Linked DNA regions of Zea mays: region 1 is linked to region 2. Evidence: chromatin contacts called from public Hi-C data. All regions are on one chromosome and are shown on one strand. The core of a region is the stretch at or near the end of the contact, and the rest is flanking DNA. Distances in the headings are between cores, read along the strand shown.

Region 1 (2,929 bases), core at 233-2,732, 180 kb after region 2:
CGCTAGAGGCCCTTTCGCGACTGAGGGGGGAAAGGCTGGTCCAGGAGGACGTTTGGTGAAGCTCTGCTATGTCGACGTTCAATTTAGGTCTCGTTTAGTTTGATGGACTAAAAAATAGTCTCTCTATTTTAGTCTTTAAATTGTTAAACAATAGAAATAAAATATGGACTAAATTGTTTTAGTCTCTAGTACTAAAGGGATAACTAAAAGAGACTAAACCATATAAATTATACTTTTTGTCTCCTATTTCAGTTACACTAATGACTTAAGAATGCTATTGGATATTTTAGTTCTCTTATGATTTATTTAATATGTTTTGAATAGTTTTAGTCTCTATAACAAACAGGATAGGGACTAAACTTTAGTCCATGTACTAAAGGAACCAAACGTGGTGTTACTTTAATTCCGGTGCTTTATTAATTGCACAAGTTGTGCTTTGCGTTGCAGCTCTGTGCAGATGATGGAATGGAAGCAGCACTAGCTAGCGCGGGGTTGCGTTGCCCTGCACATCTAGACTACGAGTGTGGGGCTGCAAACGCATCACTGGAGAGTGGAGAGAGATTCCTTTTTTGTTTGCGAAGAGAGAGAGAGAGATTCAATTGGATCTGGTCCACAGTGGTCGTGTTTTTTTAAATTGCGCAGAATGTTTTTGCAAAAAACGACGCAATCGTGCTCGTCATTATTACTCTGCCGGGGAAAAAAATGCAGTCCGCAGTACCACTACCATGGCACCCCCCGTTGTCCGTTGAGATGTACGTTAAGCTCCTAAAACCAGTTTACTCACGCTAGCATCGTATAGCTGCGCGATGGAGATTTCAAGTCGGCCCAGGAGAAGACTATCGTGCCTTCCCCATCCCAAATCCCCATCAGAAAAGATGGCACAGTACTACCAGCTCGTGTTACGCAAATGGTACGTGCTGCTCCTGCCTATAAATGAATGCATCATTAAGAAAACAAGAACTGCATTAATCAATGCGTAATGCGGAGACAGCTCTCTGTCCTCTGATGATGGAAAATGTCACCATTGACAGCCATGGACAGACATGCCACCGCGCTTAAATTCCCCGAGAGCAGCGCAAACGGTAAAACAGATTGACTTGACCGCCACCACGTGACGTCGTGACCCTCCCCAAAACAGCAAGTAGGTAGGGCGATTAAAAATGTAACCCAACTTACCGCAAAGCCAACATATATCCCGTTCCCGTCGCCCAGAAGGGAAAATCCGGGGACGCCCGTACCGACACAGCCGCCGAGGCACATTACACTCCGCTCTTCCCTCACGCCACCCCATTCACACCCGACGAAGACAACGTCACGGACACGTGGGCCTAGCATGACGTGGGTCCCGCGAGAGAGTGGATCACGTGCTCAGAAACCAGCGTCGCGGAGCGCACGGCCTTCACCGCTGTCAAGGCAGCACCAGAAACGGTCACCGCAGCCCCCGCAGCGGGCAAGTAGTAAATACAAAACAAAAAATGACCAGAAACCCAAGTCTGAGCGGTAAAAACCCGGGAAACTACATAGAAAAGCAGCAGCCGCAGGACAGGAGAAGGGGTGAAAAGAAAGAAAAAGAGAGGGGGAAGAGTTAAAGCTAAGCGAGGAGAAAGGCTGCAGTAAGCAGAGGAAGAGGCGTCCCAATCCCACGGTGCCTCGACCTCGACCTCGACCGCCTCCCGGGCTCCCACGCCCACCCATCCCCACCACCGGCTCCTTGCTGCTGCGCTCCACCCTCCGCCGCGGAGCCCTAGGCGGAGCTGCGGATCCCGAGATCCCCGGCGTCGCCGCCCCGGAGCTCGCCGCCGGCGGCGGGCGCGGCCCCCCTCATGCCTTTGGCGCCCCGATCGGAGCCGACGACCGGTGGCCGCCTGAGGAGGCACAGCAGCTCGGCGGGCGCCGGCCGAGAGGCGGCGGCAGCGGGGGCGGAGGAGGAGCAGGAGGAGGGGGAGGGCGAGGAGGATGGCGCTCTTCCGCAAGTTCTTCCTCAAGAAGACCCCGGATCGGCTGCTCGAGATCTCCGACCGCGTCTACGGTATAATGCTCGCACTCCCCGTCGACCTGGTTCGTGCGGGTGCGAGATTCGCGGGGACGCTTCATGCTCCGCGGAGGATTTTGGACTTCGGGATTTGGTTGGATTTTTTTTTGGGGAAGTTATATATGAGTTTAATTGAGCTGGAATTCGGCGGCTGGAAGCACAAGTGTTGACGATAAGCAGCTAGATTTAGTAACTTTTGATTTTGGATCCTGGGGGGTACCCGTTTGGTGTGTTTGTGGGTTTGGAGTTGTGGAAGCAGTCTTAGATTTAGCTGCATTTGGCTTTAATCGCTTTACTTCTTTGAATTTGATGGTGTTCCTGGACTTTTGCTCTCTAGGAGGCTTCACCTGTCTTAAATTGGCATGTTCATCTCCATCCCTACCGTGTCCATACATTCAAATTCAATTCGATTGTTGAATCATGTTAACTATAATGGTGCGCTTATCCATTGAAATAAAGTGAACCAAATACCTGAATTGTGTGGAAATTTGCAATGAGGTGCAATTGTTGAAATGAGGTGCTTCTACCCTGTTGTGCTATATGCCTTTCGATTTGGTTAAATACTAGGTGACTAATTCAATGATATGTATCTGATTGTGCAAATGTTTACGGATGCCTTTTCAGTGTTCGACTGCTGCTTCTCGACTGATTCCATGGGTGAGGATGAGTACCGGGATTACTTGAGCGGCATTGTTGCGCAGTTGCAGGAATTTTTTCCGGACGCATCATTTATGGTATCCAATTTTTGGTCTGGGGACAAAAGAAGCCGAATTTCAGACATATTATCTGAGTATGACATGACAGTAATGGACTACCCACAACAGTATGAAGGGTGTCCATTGCTTCAGCTTGAGATGATCCACCATTTCTTGAAATCATGTGAAAATTGGCTATCGG
Region 2 (3,295 bases), core at 777-3,276:
ATAACTTAATACTCTGGGTATTCTTGATGACCAAACGCACAAACAATACAGTTTGACAGCAAATATTTTCTTTAATAGACGCATCTTGTCTCTATAAATCACTGGACATACTATTTTCACTGTTTGTACAAAACAACTGCAGTTTTTCACAGAAAAGAACATATGACCGTGCATTCAATGACACATGGCATCTGAAATTCGTGCAGAATAGTGGATCGTAGATTTCCAAGGAAACCGATAGATAACGATGTACAAGAGTGAAAAGGATACCAAATCCCCAAAATGTTGAAGTGTGAAAAAAATACCGAATCAGTTCCCAAATAAGTGGTCGCAATGCGATAACCGCGTTTTTTTAATGCACTGAAACATTCTGCAGGTGAGTTCCATATCTCAATGTCAAGCCATTTCTCAGCACCCATGCTCACATGCCTGTTGTCTCTATACCTGAAAAAGCAAAGAAGCATTTGAATGAAGAACAGTTTACTTGAGTGGAACCTATCATTTCAAAAGGATGTAATATCAAACTTGTGAATTTTCACCCTTAATGGATATCTAGTTTAACGACTCCTCGATAAACTCCTATATGCTAAAAAAATCTAAATAAAGCACAAGATCCTTGTGAAAACACTAGAACAACAGTAATAAGCATATCGTTATTCTTGAACGAATTTTGTCAGATTCATGATCCATCCAAGTTGAAAACTAATTAGGGTCTGTTCGTTTCGCATGGAATGAAGGGGTGGAATAAATCTGGCTTGGATTCCTTCAATAATTACTATAAGTTTTGGAGATTTGGAATTAATCCTGGTCTGTTCCAGCAGAAACGAACGGGCCCTTAGTGAGAGTAAGATCCAGTAACCAATCTGGCAACTCTAAGAATGCAGATCATTCTGTTTAGTGTTTATGTAGGGTCGTTTTCACAGTTCTAAATTGCAACAGCATAGCTACCAATCATTTCCCAGCAATCATGTAGTTTAAGCTCATTGGATACAAAATGCACGAGCCCAGAAACAATACTTCTCAGCTGTCTGGCACCTCAACATAGAGAAGGCAGTGTATTATGCAAACTACTACTCATTTTGGAGGCGAGGTAAAGTTAGTGAATAATAGATCGGAAGTAAACTCGAAGTCAAAAATGTGCAGATGTGGTGCTCTAAAAATCACCAGCCTGAAATCTTTTAATGGGGTTGCTGATTGCACCAAACTCATCCCATCCAAACTAGGTTCTAGAGTCGCATCGATTCTCACTGGCCACTCACAGTCTTGAGTTTGATGAAGTAACTCTAAAAGAGTAGCAATTCAGTTTCACTCTTCACCTGTGCCTCTCCCCACACACACAAATGAACAACAGTAAGTGAGGTGATATGTAGCAATTCAGTTTCACTCTTCACCTCTGCACCTTTTGCTGCTATCACAGGAAATGACGTGCACGGACTGCACGCCGAGCGCGTCCGCGGAGCGGAACGCGGCCGAGACGTTGCCGAAGTCGGAGAGGCCTTCCACCACGAGGCAAACGGCGTAGCTCCGGTTGCCAACGGCTTGTCGAATCCGGTCCCGCCGCGCCTCTAGGATGTGCGGCTCCAGCACATCTATGACCTCCCCGCTGGACAGCTCCGCGCCCCCGGCCGCGGGCCGGAACGCGTCCAGGTAAGGGAACCACCTCCTCCGCCCCCCGGGCACGGCGTCGCCGTCGGCGCGGCGCTGGAGCTTCATGAGGCGGTCGATCCGGCCGCGGGATCCGGCGGGGGCTGAGGTCTCAGGCGGGCGTGGGTGGAGGAGCTGCTCCACGGTGTCGACGCCGTCCTCGTCGTCGGGAGCGGCGGCGGAGAGAGTGGAGGCGCGGGGGCGAGGACCGAGAAGGCGGAGGAGGGGAGGCGAAGGTGAAGGCCTGCGGGGCCGCGGCAAGGAAAAGGAGGCAAAGGCCGTGGAGGTGAGCGAGGAGACGGATAGCGCCTTGGTCGCCATTACTGGGGTCGCTTGCGAGGTTTGGGGTCGGGGGGCTTCCGCTTCGGGGTTTGGGCATGAGCAGAAGGCGCTGAAGCGTACTGTTGCTGACGCTGTTGGAGGCGAAGCGCACAGCAGGATCCACTATGAGAGTCCTGGGCCTGTTTGGTTACCGTAGCAGGCCAGCTTCCGGAGGTCCTTCTGCGCCAGGCCCGCCAACTTGCACGGCGGGTTTGATGTGCAGAAACGGACTACACACCGCGGAAACCACAGTTCCTGCCACGCAGCGCAACGCATGAGTCATGTGAGGTCTGCACGTCAACAATGTGAGGAGATCCAAAGAGTTAGGTTATTGAGATGTGTTTGGTTTAAGATCAAAGTAGGATGAGGCTGGAGCGACATCGTTCTCTCGAATTTTTAGATCACGTCACCAAAAAAATTACTCCGGTGTTTACCTTGTTCTTACGTGACTATCATCCGAACACTATATAAATTGTGACAACTTTTTTGCATCCATCCATATACATCTAATCAAACACACTAATGGTGCCAGGCACCAGGCACCATCTCGTTGCCTCCGGCCTCCCGGTGCGGTCTGGTGTTGGCTGCAGCGGAAAGACCATGGTGGCTCGTCGGCGAGCAGAGGCTTGCCATCTTCTTGTTGCGGGCGCCGACGAGTCTTGGGACTTTGGCAACACCAGCGGCAGCGACGGAAGGACCAGAGCGGGGGCGAAGGTCATACAAGCGTGGGCGTCTAGATTGGGGAAGGAAGTATCCACACGGAAATGAGGGAAACCCTAATATTAGTTTTCGGGTTAGTTTAGAGTTGCTCTTAGACTATGTATCTAGAGAAATTTGTGCCTAACTCCGGGCCAGTCACCCGCCGCCAGCCCGCCCCCACCTTGGTCCTACAACGATATCATATGGACATAATTTTAATACGAACAAATAATGATCCCCTCAATCAATCATACGGTCAAAAGACCGCTGCCTGTGTCCGATATATGTTGTCGATGGCTATAGTTTATCCAAGATGCTGCGTACAAGTATCTTGTGCCGGTTACAAACACCAAACCAGAAGAGGCAAGATCGCACGTGCTGATATGCTACACGCAACACGTAGCCCGATCCAGCTCCAGCTGTGATGAGCTCTAATAAAGTTGCTGCTGCTCTAAACAATCGTCACCGAGTTTCGTCCGGTTTCGGTCCAGGAATATATCACAACTCAGCTGGTCATGTAGACTGCTGGCTTGTAGTTTAGTGGAGAGATGATGGCGTCCAGGTCACCACAGGGGCATTGGGGCATGCAACGCAGTGTAAATTATCTTTGCAGCCCACGCACATGTTTCAA

The links. Hi-C and Micro-C count contacts between places; a contact is called where the count stands out from the background.
Region 1: a contact with region 2 is called in a Hi-C map of leaf, with 7 times the contacts expected there. The contact joins the promoter of LOC103633391 here to the promoter of LOC100502395 in region 2.

Annotation. Positions count from the first base shown.
Region 1 is chr7:171,992,519-171,995,447 of Zm-B73-REFERENCE-NAM-5.0, reverse strand. It overlaps LOC103633391 (formin-like protein 5), which reads left to right and starts at 1,482. Exons shown (of 18, transcript XM_008655097.4): 1 at 1,482-2,029; 2 at 2,657-2,929. The coding sequence starts at 1,957.
Region 2 is chr7:172,172,981-172,176,275 of Zm-B73-REFERENCE-NAM-5.0, reverse strand. LOC100502395 reads right to left here and starts at 2,026. Exons shown (of 6, transcript NM_001196873.1): 1 at 1,400-2,026; 2 at 306-444. The coding sequence starts at 1,965.